3 separate regions of the Mus musculus genome follow, and all the other regions are linked to region 1. A link is a contact called in public HiChIP or PLAC-seq data. All regions are on one chromosome and are shown on one strand. Each heading gives the region's core, a stretch centred on a gene start, on an enhancer-like site or on the middle of the called end of the contact. The rest is flanking DNA. Distances are from core to core; before and after follow the strand shown.

Region 1 (4,396 bases), core at 1,138-3,637:
AGGATGCCACGCATTGGTGGCTCACACCTTTAATCCCAGAACTCAGAAGGTAGATCTCTGTAAGTTCAAGGTCTACAAAGTGAGTTGCTGGACAGCCAGAAACCCTGTCTTGAGAAACCAAGTAACAACAAACAAACACACACCAACATAAAAAACCTCCCAGAAGGACCTAAGGCAGGGAGAATTAGACAGAAGAGGCCCCAAGAAACCCTAGGCTAATTGGCACTGCCTGGTCTAAAGTTGAGGTCCCACCAGCTACAAAGCCCCTATTTCACAGACCTCCCCAGAATGTCTACAAGAAGCACCTGCTGGACTCTGGATTTGATATTGTCCACTGTTACAGTTGCTTTTAACAAAGGGCCACATTCAAAGGTGGCCTCCCTCCACTGTGAGCTGCCATTTCCAAGGATGGAGAGAAACTGCTGCTTGGTCACATGATGTAGCTCTTTCCTAGTCCCATCTCCTAGAGTGCCTTAAATGGAGTAGTTGGCAGGAAAGGGGGAAGACCAGGGTGACGGGTGTTCAAGGTGCATAACATCATCCTATTTAACAGAAGAGGAAACCGAGGTCCACAGAGCCTGCATGGGATAGTTTTTATGTCAGCTTGACAGAAGCTGGTGGCATCTGAAAGAAGGGGACAAAAAATTTTAAGAATATGCCTCCAAGGCTGGAGAGATGGCTCAGCAGTTAAGAGCACGGTCTGCTCTTCCAGAGGTCCTGAGTTCAAATCTCAGCAACCACATGGTGGCTCACAACCATCTATAATGGTTTCTGATGCCCTCTTCTGGTGTATCTGAAGAGAAACAAGTATTATACTTACATATAATAAATAAGTAAATCTTTTCTAAAAAAAAGAAAAAGGAAAAAAAAAGAAAATGTCTCCAAAAGATCAGCCTGTGGGCAAGCCTGTAGGGCATTTCCTTTTCTTTCTTTTTCTGTTTTATTAATTAGTTAATTAATTATTACATTATTGTTAGTATTAGTATTATTATCATTTTAGTTATTTGAGACAAGGTTTCTCTGTATAGACTGGAACTCACTCTGTAGACCAGGCTAGCCTCAAACTCAGAGATCTGTCTGCATCTACCTCCTAAGTGCTAGATGTAAAGGTATGCACTACCACTGCACAGCTACTTGGGCAAAAAAAATTCTTAATTTGTGATTGATGTGGGAGGGCCCAGCCTATTCTAGGTAGTCCAACCCCTGGACTGGCGGTCCACCTGTAAGGCTGAGCAAGCCAGTAAGCAGCGTCCCTCCACGGCTTCTGCATCAGCTCCTGCCTCCAGGTTCCTGCCTCAGTGATGAGCTGAAAATTTGCACACGTAAACCTTTAACTCCCCACTTGCTTTTTGGTCATGGTGTTTTGAGGCGAATCTGCCCAGTGTGGTATCAAATTAGAACCAGAGGGACCCCAAAGTAAATGCCCTGGTTACATTGTCAAAGACAGAGAAACACGTTGAAGCAGGACTGTGGTGGTGCAGGCCTTTAATCCCAGCACTCTGGAGGCAGACCTGCGGGTGGATCTCTGTAAATTCAGGGCCTGGTCTATAGAGCCAGTTCCAGGATAGCCAAGGCTACACAGAGAAACCCTGTCTGAAAAAGTAAAACCAAGCCAAAAAAAAAAAATTAAAAAAATTAAACAAAAACAAAACCCAAAGAGAATAAAGTAAGAAAACCCATACCAGTATCTTAGGAATACAGTGGTTCCCTAAGGCATCATTCTAAGAGCAGGTTTCGGAAGCTGTTTTAATACGTTCGAGTATTCATCAAACAACGTCTCATGAAGAAAACTGAAAATTTTAACCACGGGGCAGAGGGACAGAGGGACAGAGGCAGGAACAACTGGTTTTTGTGGCTAGAGGCTTTTAAGAAAAGGAAGAAATAAAGAAAATTAAAACGAAGAACGTTAAGTTCAGGCCCGCTAGGGTTTTATCTCATTCTGATTCCAATCTGGAAGGAAGCAAGCCCAGGCTTGGCCCTGAGCCAGGCTGGGAGATGGAGGGCAGATCAGGCTCCATGCACGGTGGCAGCCCCCGGGGAGGTGGCAGGGAGCTGGCCTTGGTGTGGCTCGGCGGGCCCGGGCAGAGTTGTAGCCTGCAGATGTCCAGCCTTCCAGCCACCAAGTGTTGGGGACCCAAGTAGCACCTGTCGCGTCGACCGGGTCCCCCCCCCCCCCCCCCCCCGGCCACTTCTACTACTGAGCACGCGCTCTGTGCAGGATCTGTCATTGGCTCCTGCAACTCTCCAGCCCTGCCTAAGAAGGCTGCAGCTTGCCTGTCCTGCTGATTGGCCTGGAGGCTTTCATGCGAGACTCTGATTGGTCAGTGAGGCTCACGCCCTCTCTCCTTGGGTCATACCATAAGGAGAGGAGACGAGGAGAAGAGAGTATCATTTCAGGGCTTTTCTGCTGCATTCTCTTGACCCGCAGTCCACAGTAGCAATTTTGATGTTAAATACAGCTGATGTTTATTGACAGAGGGGGAAGGGTACCCGAGGAGGGGCCCCGAAGGAGGTGGACCGGGCGATGCTGCGCCTCCCGCAGAGGTAGTGCGCTCCGGGCTTGTCTAGTCCAGCCCGGTGGGGCTGACTCTGAGCTTCCCACAGCTGCGCAAGACTGTTAAGAGTCTCCGCGATGCTGCCGCTGCCGTCGCTCCGCCGATCCCTGCTGTCCCATGCCTGGAGGGGCGCTGGGTGAGTGAACCCCTCTGCTGCCTGAGTCCTGAGAGCCGTGGACAGATCCCACTCTGTGGGTCCTCCAGGTTGCAGCCATTATCTCCAGGGTCCCTATGGCTCCCCTAAGTGCGCGCCGGGTCGCGACCTGCAGAGCCACTCTCCCATGGAGAACCTGTGGCGCCTTACCAGGTCTCTCTAGAGCAGTGGTTCTTAACAAATGCTGTGACCCTTTCCTCTTGGTGTGGTGACTCCCCAACCGAAAAATTATGCCACTTCATAACCGTATTTTGCTACTGTTATAAATCGTCATGTAAATATCTAATATGCAGAATAGCTGATATGCGACCCCTGTGAAAGGATCGCTCGGGGTGGCGACCTACAGGTTGCAAACCAATGTCCTAGATGGCCAGTTTTCCTATCCAAGGAACCCCAGGGAGGGTGTGGCGTCCGGATTTGTGCCCACGCCCCCTTCCTACACCCCTCTTTCTCCTAACGCTGTATATTTCAAATTTGCTGATTCTCCCAGACCTTGGCCGGCCCTGTGTTCCCATTCTGGAGCCTTCCGACACTCCCAGGGACCTCTCCACCCCACTCCCTTTTTGTTCAATATTGGGCTTTTGTTTTACGGTGGGTGCCATAATGACTTTTATAACGTGTGATGCGGCTCTGCGTGGCATGGGGCTCATTTTGAGGTTTGCCTAAATCCATTCAGACAAGTTCCTTAATAAATCACCGGGAGGCAGAGGCAGGCAGGTCACTGAGTGCAAGGCCAGCTTGTTCTGCAAGAGCAGGTTCGAGGAGGGTCAGGGATACACGAGAAACCCTGTCTCAAAAACAAACAAACAAACAAACAAACAAACAAACGTAATGAAGAGACAGGTAAGCCCTAGGGCAGAGAGCTGCTTGCTTTCAGCCAGAATCCTGGCTGCCTTAGTGATGTGTTCCAATATCCTGCCCCAGTATGGCTCACGGCCTGTTTGAACTTGGGTATTATTCCCCATTTCTGCCTGCCTTCCTTGTACAGTTTACACAGCACCCCCACACCCCTACTTTGGTTACTGTTTGCCTGCTCTGTGGCCTGTGACCCACCGTGTCCACCTCCACTGAGTTGTGACCTCTTTGAGTTAATCAGTGACCCTTTCCCTGCTCCCATGGGATGACCTGGGTGAGTTTCAACCCTTCCTCATGTTGTGTGACGCTATTAGGCAAAGGACATGGGATTGGGGGGTGGGGTGGGAGGTGGGGCGTGTGGTGAATGGAGCCTGCACCTCTTCAGTTTCTTCCTGCTCCGAGACCACCCACTGCAGCCCCGGGATGGAAGGCTCAGATAGGCAGAGCCTTCTATAGATTCTCAGGTTTACTTTGTACCTCTCCGGGTGTCAGTGTGCTACAAGGTGCACTGCAGTCAAGGGGATCATGCACTGGGTGGGGGCAGTGCATGATCAGGGAGTGGAACTCGGGGGAGTTTTCAACTTAACTGGCCAGAGAGGCGTGGACCCATGCATCTTGTCTTCTTTTAAGGAAAGCAGTCCATGTTATGAAGTAGTTTCGAATAGCAGTATCATTTTGCTAGCTAGCTAGTGTGAGGGCCCCACGCTGAGCCTAGGAGCTTGTTCTGGGGAGGCAGATGTAGCTGTAGTTACAGTTGGTCTGGATCCAGATCCCCGCCCTTCAGTGTGCGGCCCCCTAAACTGGTGGGAAGAGGATTTTGCAACCAGTTCTC
Region 2 (4,514 bases), core at 1,890-4,389, 200 kb before region 1:
CTGAGGGCAGGCTCTGGTCTCAGAACCCCAGGACGTACTGATGACTCCTCTCTCCCCCCCTCTTTCCTACTAATTATTGTCCATTTGTCAGAGTGAAGGGGCTCCTGGGACTTTAGAAATCTGAACCTGATATTTGACTATCAGTGGTTGCTGGTATTTTAATGCAACCATTTAAAATTTATTTTATTTCATTTTTAAACTTCTTTCAGGCTGGCCTTGAACTCAGAGATCCACCCGCCTCTGCCTCCTGAGTGCTAGGATTGAGGGCATGTGCCACCATGTCTTGCTTTTTATTTGTGAAGCGTGTGTGTGTGTGTGTGTGTGTGTGTGTGTGTGTGTGTGTGTGTAGTGTGTGTGTGTAGTGTGTGTGTGAGCACGTGCTTCAGCTCAGGCTAGACCCCTGGAGCTGGAGTTACAGGCAGCTCAGGGCCGCCTGGTATGGACGCTGGCCACTGAACCTGGGTCCTCTGTAAGCACCATGTGCTCTGAGTACTGAGTGTCTCTCCAGCCTCTGTCCACTGGGCTTTGAAGAGACATACAGAACCGGCTGCTCTGGTTTGCAGGTCTCTGGCAGGGTGAATGCTGGGAAACCCTTTCAAGCCACTCTTGTCTTGAGGGGCCTCAGTTTCCATCTGTAATCCATTCTTCAAATTCACTCAGACTTAACGCAGAAGAGTGAGCAAGGCCACAGGAGTTGTTTGTATCTCTCTGAGCCGCTGTGTGCAGGCCATGGAGGAGCTGTGGGGCTGTATGATGTAGTCTTCCCTCTCTGCCTTGATACTGACCTCTGGTCTCCAGTCCTGTTAGAAAGTGCTTGACACGAAAACTAACGCTTCCTTGTCTCTCTTGCAGCATGTGATGGTCTTGGAGTGCACATGTCATATTATGTCTTACCTGGCCGATGTCACAAATGCCCTGAGCCAGAGTAATGGTCAAGGCCCAAGCCATCTGTCAGTGGATGGGGAAGAGCGTGCCATTGAGGTGGATTCAGACTGGGTGGAAGAGTTAGCGGTGGAGGAGGAAGACTCCCAGGCTGAGGACTCTGTAAGTGCTCTAGGGAAGGGAATGGCTCTTCAGCCTGTCCAGTGTGCTCTGGTACTCTGCCTCCTCGGTGGGCTTGAGGACGTTGAGTCCTGCTGCCTTCTTCCTGCTCACAAGGCTAATGCAAGAGTCTGCGGCTGTGCTTCTCTAGCCCTGCAGAGCAGGCGCGGAGCCAGTCTCCTGCTGAAGCAACTTTTCAATAAGTACATGTCTTTCTTCTCTCCGGAGTTACTTGTTCTGCTTCATCCCATACAAGTTTGGGGAGGGATGGTGGGCTCTTGAAAGTATTGAAGGTTTTTGTTGTCTGTCTCCCCCGTTCCCTTTCTTGTCGACAAAACCAAAAGAGGGCACTTGTAATTGTGGGAAGCTTTCAGATAGATGGCTACTTCAGATCAGGGCAGGCTCCCATTAGACACGGGTGTCTCTCCATGGAGTGTTGGGGCAGGGGTATTCCTATGGGACCTTGTATGGAGAGGGACATTTATGATTAAAAAGATCCATTAATCTTTGAAGGATGAAGATTCTCTTTGCAATAAGCTGTGTACCTTCACCATCACACAGAAGGAGTTTATGAACCAGCATTGGTGAGTTCCTTTAAAGTGAGGGAGGCTGGGCCTCCAGTGTTGTTGCGTGGGACTTAGTGCTGACTTTTGTTCCCTGTAGGTACCACTGTCATACCTGTAAGATGGTGGATGGGGTGGGTGTGTGCACAGTGTGTGCAAAGGTATGCCATAAGGACCATGAGATTTCCTACGCCAAGTATGGTTCCTTTTTCTGTGACTGTGGAGCCAAGGAAGATGGCAGCTGCTTGGTGAGTGATGGGACCTTCACAGTCACATGGGCAACTTGTTAGTAATACAGGAATATCTAAAGCAGACCAGAAAATTCCCACCTCAGCTCTGTGTGGCCAAGCATTTGTTGTCATTGTAGTATTAGTGATGAATCCCTTTGTGGCCCCAACACTTCACTGAGAGCATTAAAAGCAGCATCCTTGTCACATAGTCAGGCCTAATGCTCTGAGGGGCATGAAGATGGTCGAGTGAGCCCCGTGATCTGCCTTCCAGTGGCTCAGCGCTGTCTGACCTGACTGTGGCAGGGACATAGGGACACTGATGAGTTCTGTTTCCAGGCCCTGGTGAAGCGAACTCCTAGCAGTGGCATGAGCTCTACCATGAAGGAGTCAGCATTTCAGAGCGAACCTAGGGTTTCCGAAAGTCTGGTGCGCCATGCCAGCACCTCTCCTGCTGACAAGGCCAAGGTCACCATCAGTGATGGGAAGGTTACAGATGAAGAGAAGCCCAAGAAGAGCAGCCTGTGCCGTACAGTTGAGGGGTGTCGTGAGGAGCTGCAGAATCAGGTGGGGCTTCCTGGTGGGCACTGGTGCACAGGACAGAGTCCAGCAGGCCTCATCAGTGGTCTGAGCCTCCCCTGCTAGCCCAGTGTTTTCTTTCATAGTTATGTAGTGTGCGTGCAAGTAGCCCATCTTTGGGGAAGGGCTTACAGCTAGCGGGAGTGATATTCTGGAACCTACTTTCTTGGCTAGGAGTTCTCATCTGGGCCCAGAATGCAGAAGCCATTGAGTGATTGTGTTTCCCGTTTGTCCATTCTGTATGCATAGGAGGCGTAGTTAAACATGCTAGGTGCCTTGAGTGACTTAGGGTGCCTGTGGGACCTCGGCTTAGATCGTCCTCTCACTGTCTACAGAGCTAGGGTTCTGGAGAGGGGACGAGCTCAGCTCCAGACAGTGACTGTCAGGATTGTCGTGTGCGACTCGTGATTTTTATTGATTTTTACTTTTTCACGTGTGTGTTTCCATTTCTCTCAGGCCAATTTCTCCTTCGCTCCTCTCGTGTTAGACATGCTCAGTTTCCTCATGGATGCCATTCAGACCAACTTTCAGCAGGCTTCAGCCGTGGGGAGCAGCAGCAGGGCCCAGCAGGCCCTCAGTGAACTGCACACAGTGGACAAGGGTGTGGAGATGACAGACCAGCTGATGGTATGTCAGGGTCTTGAGGTTTGCTGACTGTACAACCTGTGTGTCATGGTGTCTGATAGTGGCCACAGCAACTGAGGAAGAGACTTAGCAGTGAGTCATAAGCATGCAGAACCTAGAATCTGTGGTCACAGCTTTCCTCAGCTCTACTGAGCAGTTAGTAACCCACAGATGAGGTGTGTCTGACTAGAGTCCTGGTATTTAGCAAGCAAGTCCTCTTTTTACTAAAGCATGTATGTGTATGAACTCCTAAGATGTGAGGAACTCCATTTTGTGGGCACTATAACTGAAATTTCCTTGTATAAAATCGAAAGCCTCTTGCTTGTGTCCTCTCTCTTAAGGCTTAGTAGCTTGCAGAATAGCTTCGTCCTTTGCTGACTTCCAGCCTGAGTTGAAGACAGCTTTCCTTCAGTTACTCTTGCAGCCTGTCAGTCATGTGAGCCGTAGGGATAAGTAAGAAGAACAGGAGTGTGCGCGTGTGAATTTAGAAGGGGCCTAGGAGAGCGTTTCTGCCTGGGAGTTGTGCTCACAGTGCTGAGTCTTACTGGGAACCCCTGCAGGGAGGACCACTTGGCAGTGTGTGGGCAGCAGGTCCAGCCAGTGCAGGACTGACTCCCGGAGCTGGGAGCTCTGGCCAGTATATGTGTGGACAGACACCCAGAGAAGGGCATTGAAGATTTTAAATACTGACATCAAAATTAAGGGTGGAAGTTGGTGACCCACTAAGTTGCCAAGTTCACTTTTGCCAGGTGTGATGCATGAAGGGAAAATACTCTGTATCATTACCATCACTTTAAGTGAAAATGCATTTTAACGTTGGAGAACAGCAGCACTTCATTTACTTTCATGAGACTTTGACCCTGCTCTTGGAACCAGACTGAAGCAGTAGACTTTAATCAGTGGAGGATAGTGGACTGCAGGCTAAAGTCACTTACTTGTTTTGAGCTCTGGCTGGCCTGAACTCATTATATAGACCAGGCTAGCCTGGTACTCGGACTTCAACCTGCCTCTGCCTCCCAAGTGCTGGGAGTATAATAGGCTTTTGCCACCATGCCCTTCTACTTTTCCTTTGTTGTTAGTAATTTTATTATTTGAGAATTATGTGAATGCATATAATTGATTTTGGTCAGATTCACAAAGCCCTGCCTCCCAGATTGAATACTGCTGAATGACTAAGGGTTGCACTGCCCCCCAGGTGACAGTGGATGAACCCACCTAGTCTTACTTGCTTTCTCCAATACTTTCTCTGCTTCTCCCTTCTGCCAGGTTCCCACCTTAGGCTCACAGGAAGGTGCCTTTGAGAATGTTCGGATGAATTACAGCGGAGACCAGGGCCAGACTATACGGCAGCTGATCAGTGCCCACGTGCTGAGACGGGTGGCTATGTGTGTGCTTTCTTCCCCCCATGGGCGCCGCCAGCATTTGGCTGTTAGCCATGAGAAGGGCAAGGTAGGTCCCATGATTCCTTCCCATTCGTTTT
Region 3 (4,615 bases), core at 1,675-4,174, 210 kb after region 1:
GCTGCTAGGTGACACGGGATATTGAGAGAGGTGACAATCAAGGTCTGTGTACTAGAGAAGGCCTGCTGCCAGCCTTAGAGGCAAAGACACTCACTCTGGGCTTGCTGCCTCCGATAGCCCCGGGCCGGATGGACCCAGTCTCCTGATATCGGCACAGAATCTTGGAGACACAACCATGGGAAACACGGAGCTGACGGGAGATGACGCAGGGCCGGATGCCATGGTGGGCCATTTCCACTATCTTGTGACGGATGTGGTTCGGCAGGGGTCGACCGTTGATGAAGACCCCACCAAGCTGATTGACCCGGCCTTGGCCAAGAGGGGTGGACACTGTGGGGAGGGAGGGAAAATAGTGAGTACAGGACAGAATGCAGTTAGTGTGGGGGAGGAGAACCCAAGACTCCTAACAGCTGATCTCCAAGGTCTACTTGAAGCCCTGGGAGGCTCTTACAAGGAGAAAGAGTCCTGGCTTCTGGGACTTGGATTGTTTGTCCCCCCCCCCAAAGTCCCTCTACACTGCAGGAAATGAGGATACACCTTTGGGTGATGTAAATGGCAGGAAGGACAGAGTGGAGCCTAGTGGAGACTAGAGATCCTAAGAGCAGCTGCAAATGGTTCTGGGCCGCTAGCTTGGGGGTCACAGGCCTGTTTGTTGCCTCTGGTAGAGGCTGACAGCCAGGGCGATGTGGCCCACCAGGTCAGTCCTACACCTCTGGCCATTAGGACTGAACTATTGGATCAGTTAGGTTAAGAGGCTATTTGACTCCCAACATTTCTAGCTCTGGCTTGAGCACCCAGGACTGTGGCAGCGGGAGTCTGCACAGCTTAAGGACTGGGGATATAAAGCTGTCTGTGTAGCGTCTGGGAACACAAACCGTCCCTTAGCAGATTCCCAGGCTTTTTAAAACACCCTTAAAGTTCTCATTTCGTTGGGGGGGCAAATCGAGGGCACACTCCACGATGATCACAAGCTCCAAAATACCCCAACTTGGTCTCAGAAATGCAGTAATTGTCCCAGCAGTCTTTGCTGCAACTAAGATGGGCCACTTGTGTGTGTGTGTGTGTGTGTGTGTGTGTGTGTGTTTGTGCACGCGCGCGCGCGTGCATCAGGAAGATAGGCATACCTAGTGTGTTCTGGGGAAGGGAGAACTTAGGTAGGCCTTAATGCAAAGTCTACACAATTTTCTTACAGAAGGTTCGGGGGACACCCGGTGCACTAATCCAGCCTCGATCCCCCCAATTTGGGGACTCGCGGCTACAGAGATCTAGAAGATTACAACGATTTCACAGCGGCCCGAGCGGAGGAAGCAGACGGAATAATTGGAAAGGGGGAGGCTAGAAGAGGCTCGGTCTGCTGAGCTGTTCCTACCGCCCCCTCTTTACTTTCCCGCTCCCCCCTCCTTCACCAATTTTTCTTTGTAAAAGTAGGTATCTGAAACCACTCTCAGATTTAATCAGAAATCGTGCGTCGCCGAGCCAGAGTCCCTCGGTCTCCGTGGCGGGGTACGCCATTAGCGCTGGAGAGCTCTCGAACGCCCAACTTTATATTCAAGAGCCTCTTTAGCGACCGGCACTCGGCTCTCCTCAGTATTCTGCGTCATGTTGGGCAAATATTGTCCTAATCCTTTGCGCGTCCTTAGCCGCCTGTTTTGCTTGCATTCGTTCCAGGAGAGGACTCCGGCAAATCCCCGGCTGCCGCGCTCTCCCGCCTGCGTGGCCGCTCGCGCGCACTTGATCACGCAGCCCGCTCTCTTCGCCTCTGTCTAATTCGGGGACCCGGCGGCTTCTCGCTGCCCGAGGGAGGGGGCTCCCTCCCTAGATCGCCGGCTGCCAGACCGCCCCTTCTCGCCTTCTCTCCCCATCCTCCCGCACCCACAAGTGGGGCCCACACAATGACAAGAGGGGCGGCTAAAAAATAAAATTGGCACGCCGTTTCTAACTGCTCCTGAGACACCATGGGCTGTCTGAGCCGAGGAAACTAGAAGACCCTTCGGTGACTGGCTGAAAGCCTTCCATAGGTTTAAATAGAAAAGGGAGGGGGCGCGCAAAGGGGCCCTTTCTCCTCTCCCGGCCGATCGCCGCCGGCCGGTCCCCTCTGCATCCCCGAGTGGCTAGAGACTCAAAACAGTCCCCTGGATTGCTGTACCCTCTTTTGGTCTTGAGTTTCTTTCCCGGGACATTTGCAGACTTTAGAAAGACGTAGGGAAAAGTTATGTTTTTAATTTTTTTGTTTTTGTTTTTGCGGGAAATAAGGCACTATGCATTGTTTTTAATTAGTTTGTGTCGGGGCCGGGAAAAAAAAAAGCCAGTTAGTAAGTTGCTTGGGAGGAAGCGGACGGTCTGGTGGAGTGGAAATAGAGTGTCGCTTGTTGGTATTTCGAAATAAAAGGGGTTGGAGGGACCCCATCCCGACTTTGAGGGACCAATTCAAAACTAGGGAAGAAAGCCGGCGGCGCTGCGCAGAGACCCGGGAACTCTGTTGTGTCAGAGAAGAGTGGGAAACCCTGGAATTTACCGGAGCGCAAAACGGACCAGATGCGAATTCCCCGGGGAGTCGCATCCTGCGGCGAAAGGCCGGCAGCCGGTGACCCACGGAGCGCGGGCCGAGGGTCAGCGGAGTCCACGCAGAAACTGACAAGTGTCCGCTCTAGAAACTTCCCGTGTCCCACGCGGAGACTGGGACCCAGCAGAGCCCAGGAAGCCCCGCTGCTCGCTCCCCTGGAGGGTGCCATCTCCGAGGTCCTCCGGGGGACCCTGTAAAGGCCTCCTGCGCGCTCTCTTACCTTCCAGGGGGAAGCCGGTGCGCGGGTAGTTCTGCCCCGGGCCGGGTCTCATCATCCTGGGGACCGCGCCGGGCAGCGCCGCCATTCCTGCGCACGCTGGAGACGAATCCAGAGTCGGCTGGATAAACCTCTTGGCGTCTCTTCCTTTCACCCCTGCTGCGATCCTCCTCTCCTCTTCTTCCCTCCCCCCCCCACTAGCCTCTTCCCCCTCCCTTCTGCACCCCCCCCCACCCGGTTGCAGACGCGCCCCTTCCAGAAGCTGGGCGCGGGGGGGGGTGAGGTGGGGGCGGGAGGAGTGGAAGGTGGCGACAAGGAAGTTCAAACAAACAAACACTCCAACCCCAAGTCCGCCTCCACCCGCCGGGCTCGGCCAGAAGTTAAGCCGAATGACACCGGCTGCCGTGGGCCGAGCAGGCCGGGCTCCCTGTCCCCAGCTGCGCCTTGCGGGCCACCCGCTCCCGCGCTCCCGGCCGAAGTTCCTGAGCCCAGAGGTTGCGGAGTGGCTTTCTTTGGGTCTTTATTTATATATTTATTCTCTGGCTCGGACTCCCTCCTCCCCTCGATCCCTCCTCTCAGCGCCTCTTTCTGCTGGCCCTCACACCCTGTCCCCCGGAGGACTGGAACGGGGACGCGCTCCTGCTCGGGTTTCGGACTGGAGGGGAGGTGACCCGAGCGACAGGGTTGGGGAACACAAGAGGAAAAGCGAGGGGGCGCGAGCGATCAGCTGGGTAAGTTGTGCAAAAGTGCTCAACGGCAGGGAAGGGGAGGGAGCAGGCTGCAGCCAGAGAGATCTGATAGGTTCGGACTTTTCTTTTATTCATGAGCAGGAAAGGGGGCCAGTTCGGGAGGGAGAGGGGACCGATAACGAAAAGAAGTCTCCAACGAGTATTTTTTCCCCTTCCTTTTTAATCTCCAACTCGACCTCGTTCTTTTTTTTTCTTTTTCTTTCTTTCTTTTTTTCCTCAGGGGGTCGCGGGGGAGGGAGATAATTTGAAACTCTGAGTCCAGGGATGGCGTGGGCTGGGGGTGCTCTGAGGGAGGGAGAGGGTAACTTCTTTTAAGTGTTGTCCAGAGATGTGCTGGCAGGTCTGTGCTCCGGACGGCTTTCAGCTGTCTGCCCGCTGTGTAGGAAAGCCGGCCTTGGGCTGGGATCTTCTCTGTCCGCTCCGGCTATCTCTGGCCTCCTGGACTAGGGTCCACCGCACGTGTCCCTTCTCTTTTTAGTTCACTAGCTCTGAACATTCCTTGACAACTACTCCCTCCCTGGGCGGAACAGAGTAGGGTGACATCCCCGGAAGAATTTTGACTTCGCTGATACCTGTCAGGGCTTTACTGCTTGCGCCTGGCCTGGCCTGGCCTCCTGCAGCTCGGAGAAACGCAGCAAAATATACATCCCCAGAGATGCTGGCAAATCCGAGTCTGCCAAACCCTGGGGAATAACCTCTCCAGCTCCTCCTCCAGCTCCTAGGCCACCACCTTGGAGCCCTTTCTAGTGGACTCAGAATGTCCTGGAGGCGACATCAGCAAGGCTAGGGATCTGGGAGTCAGATGGGAGATGAGTGGGAGACAGACAGATAAAGCTGGGTACCACCAACTCTACTCCTCCACTGGAGGGCTGGGGAGGTGGTGGCCCAATTAGTTGCGCTCTCTCTCTCTCTCTCTCTCTCTCTCTCTCTCTCTCTCTCTCTCTCTCTCTCAGAGATCCCACAATTCTGTTCTCTGATGCCACAGTAACCAGTGGTCTCTGCCTTAGGACATAGATTCCTAGGGTTGAAAAGCCCTCCCAGCAGGGTAGGATGCCACCCATTACAGATCTTTTGTGCCCCCCCCAT

Evidence for each region. HiChIP or PLAC-seq counts read pairs in DNA pulled down with a chosen protein or histone mark.
Region 2: a contact with region 1 is called in an H3K4me3 HiChIP or PLAC-seq map of bone marrow-derived macrophages, with 4 times the contacts expected there. The contact joins the enhancer-like site here to the promoter of Aldh4a1 in region 1. A contact is called at or near these places in 13 of 39 promoter capture datasets (the 3T3-L1 cell line, the HPC-7 cell line, HPC-7-derived erythroid cells and 7 more), 5 of 15 datasets of contacts at CTCF or cohesin (embryonic stem cells, hippocampal excitatory neurons, large pre-B cells and 2 more), 22 of 484 Hi-C or Micro-C datasets (the G1E-ER4 cell line, the HL-1 cell line, the HPC-7 cell line and 13 more), 26 of 115 datasets of contacts at active chromatin or transcription factors (the HPC-7 cell line, the NIH/3T3 cell line, SST interneurons and 17 more) and 5 of 9 other capture datasets (adipose tissue, embryonic stem cells, liver and 2 more).
Region 3: a contact with region 1 is called in an H3K4me3 HiChIP or PLAC-seq map of forebrain, with 2.9 times the contacts expected there. The contact joins the promoter of Pax7 here to the promoter of Aldh4a1 in region 1. A contact is called at or near these places in 7 of 39 promoter capture datasets (the 3T3-L1 cell line, the C10 cell line, embryonic stem cells and 3 more), 1 of 484 Hi-C or Micro-C datasets (reprogramming fibroblasts) and 10 of 115 datasets of contacts at active chromatin or transcription factors (embryonic basal ganglia, embryonic forebrain, embryonic hindbrain and 4 more).

The regions. Positions count from the first base shown.
Region 1 is chr4:139,620,507-139,624,902 of GRCm38.p6, forward strand. Aldh4a1 (aldehyde dehydrogenase 4 family, member A1) reads left to right here and starts at 2,388. Exons shown (of 15, transcript NM_175438.4): 1 at 2,388-2,691. The coding sequence starts at 2,633.
Region 2 is chr4:139,419,527-139,424,040 of GRCm38.p6, forward strand. It overlaps Ubr4 (ubiquitin protein ligase E3 component n-recognin 4), which reads left to right. Exons shown (of 106, transcript NM_001160319.1): 35 at 853-1,044; 36 at 1,555-1,625; 37 at 1,705-1,852; 38 at 2,171-2,398; 39 at 2,867-3,037; 40 at 4,301-4,483. Among named protein-coding and RNA genes, the nearest start is that of n-TVaac1, 8.8 kb to the right of the region's middle. Within about 2 kb of position 3,140, at least 35 of the 459 cell types and tissues checked have an H3K27ac peak or open chromatin away from gene starts, as enhancers often do. A contact at or near this core is called in the HL-1 cell line, bone marrow-derived macrophages and liver, where this site is marked.
Region 3 is chr4:139,830,044-139,834,658 of GRCm38.p6, forward strand. Pax7 (paired box 7) reads right to left here and starts at 2,925. Exons shown (of 9, transcript NM_011039.2): 1 at 2,784-2,925; 2 at 95-330. The coding sequence starts at 2,868. It overlaps Gm46873 (a long non-coding RNA gene), which reads left to right and starts at 3,425. Exons shown (of 3, transcript XR_001784470.2): 1 at 3,425-3,511.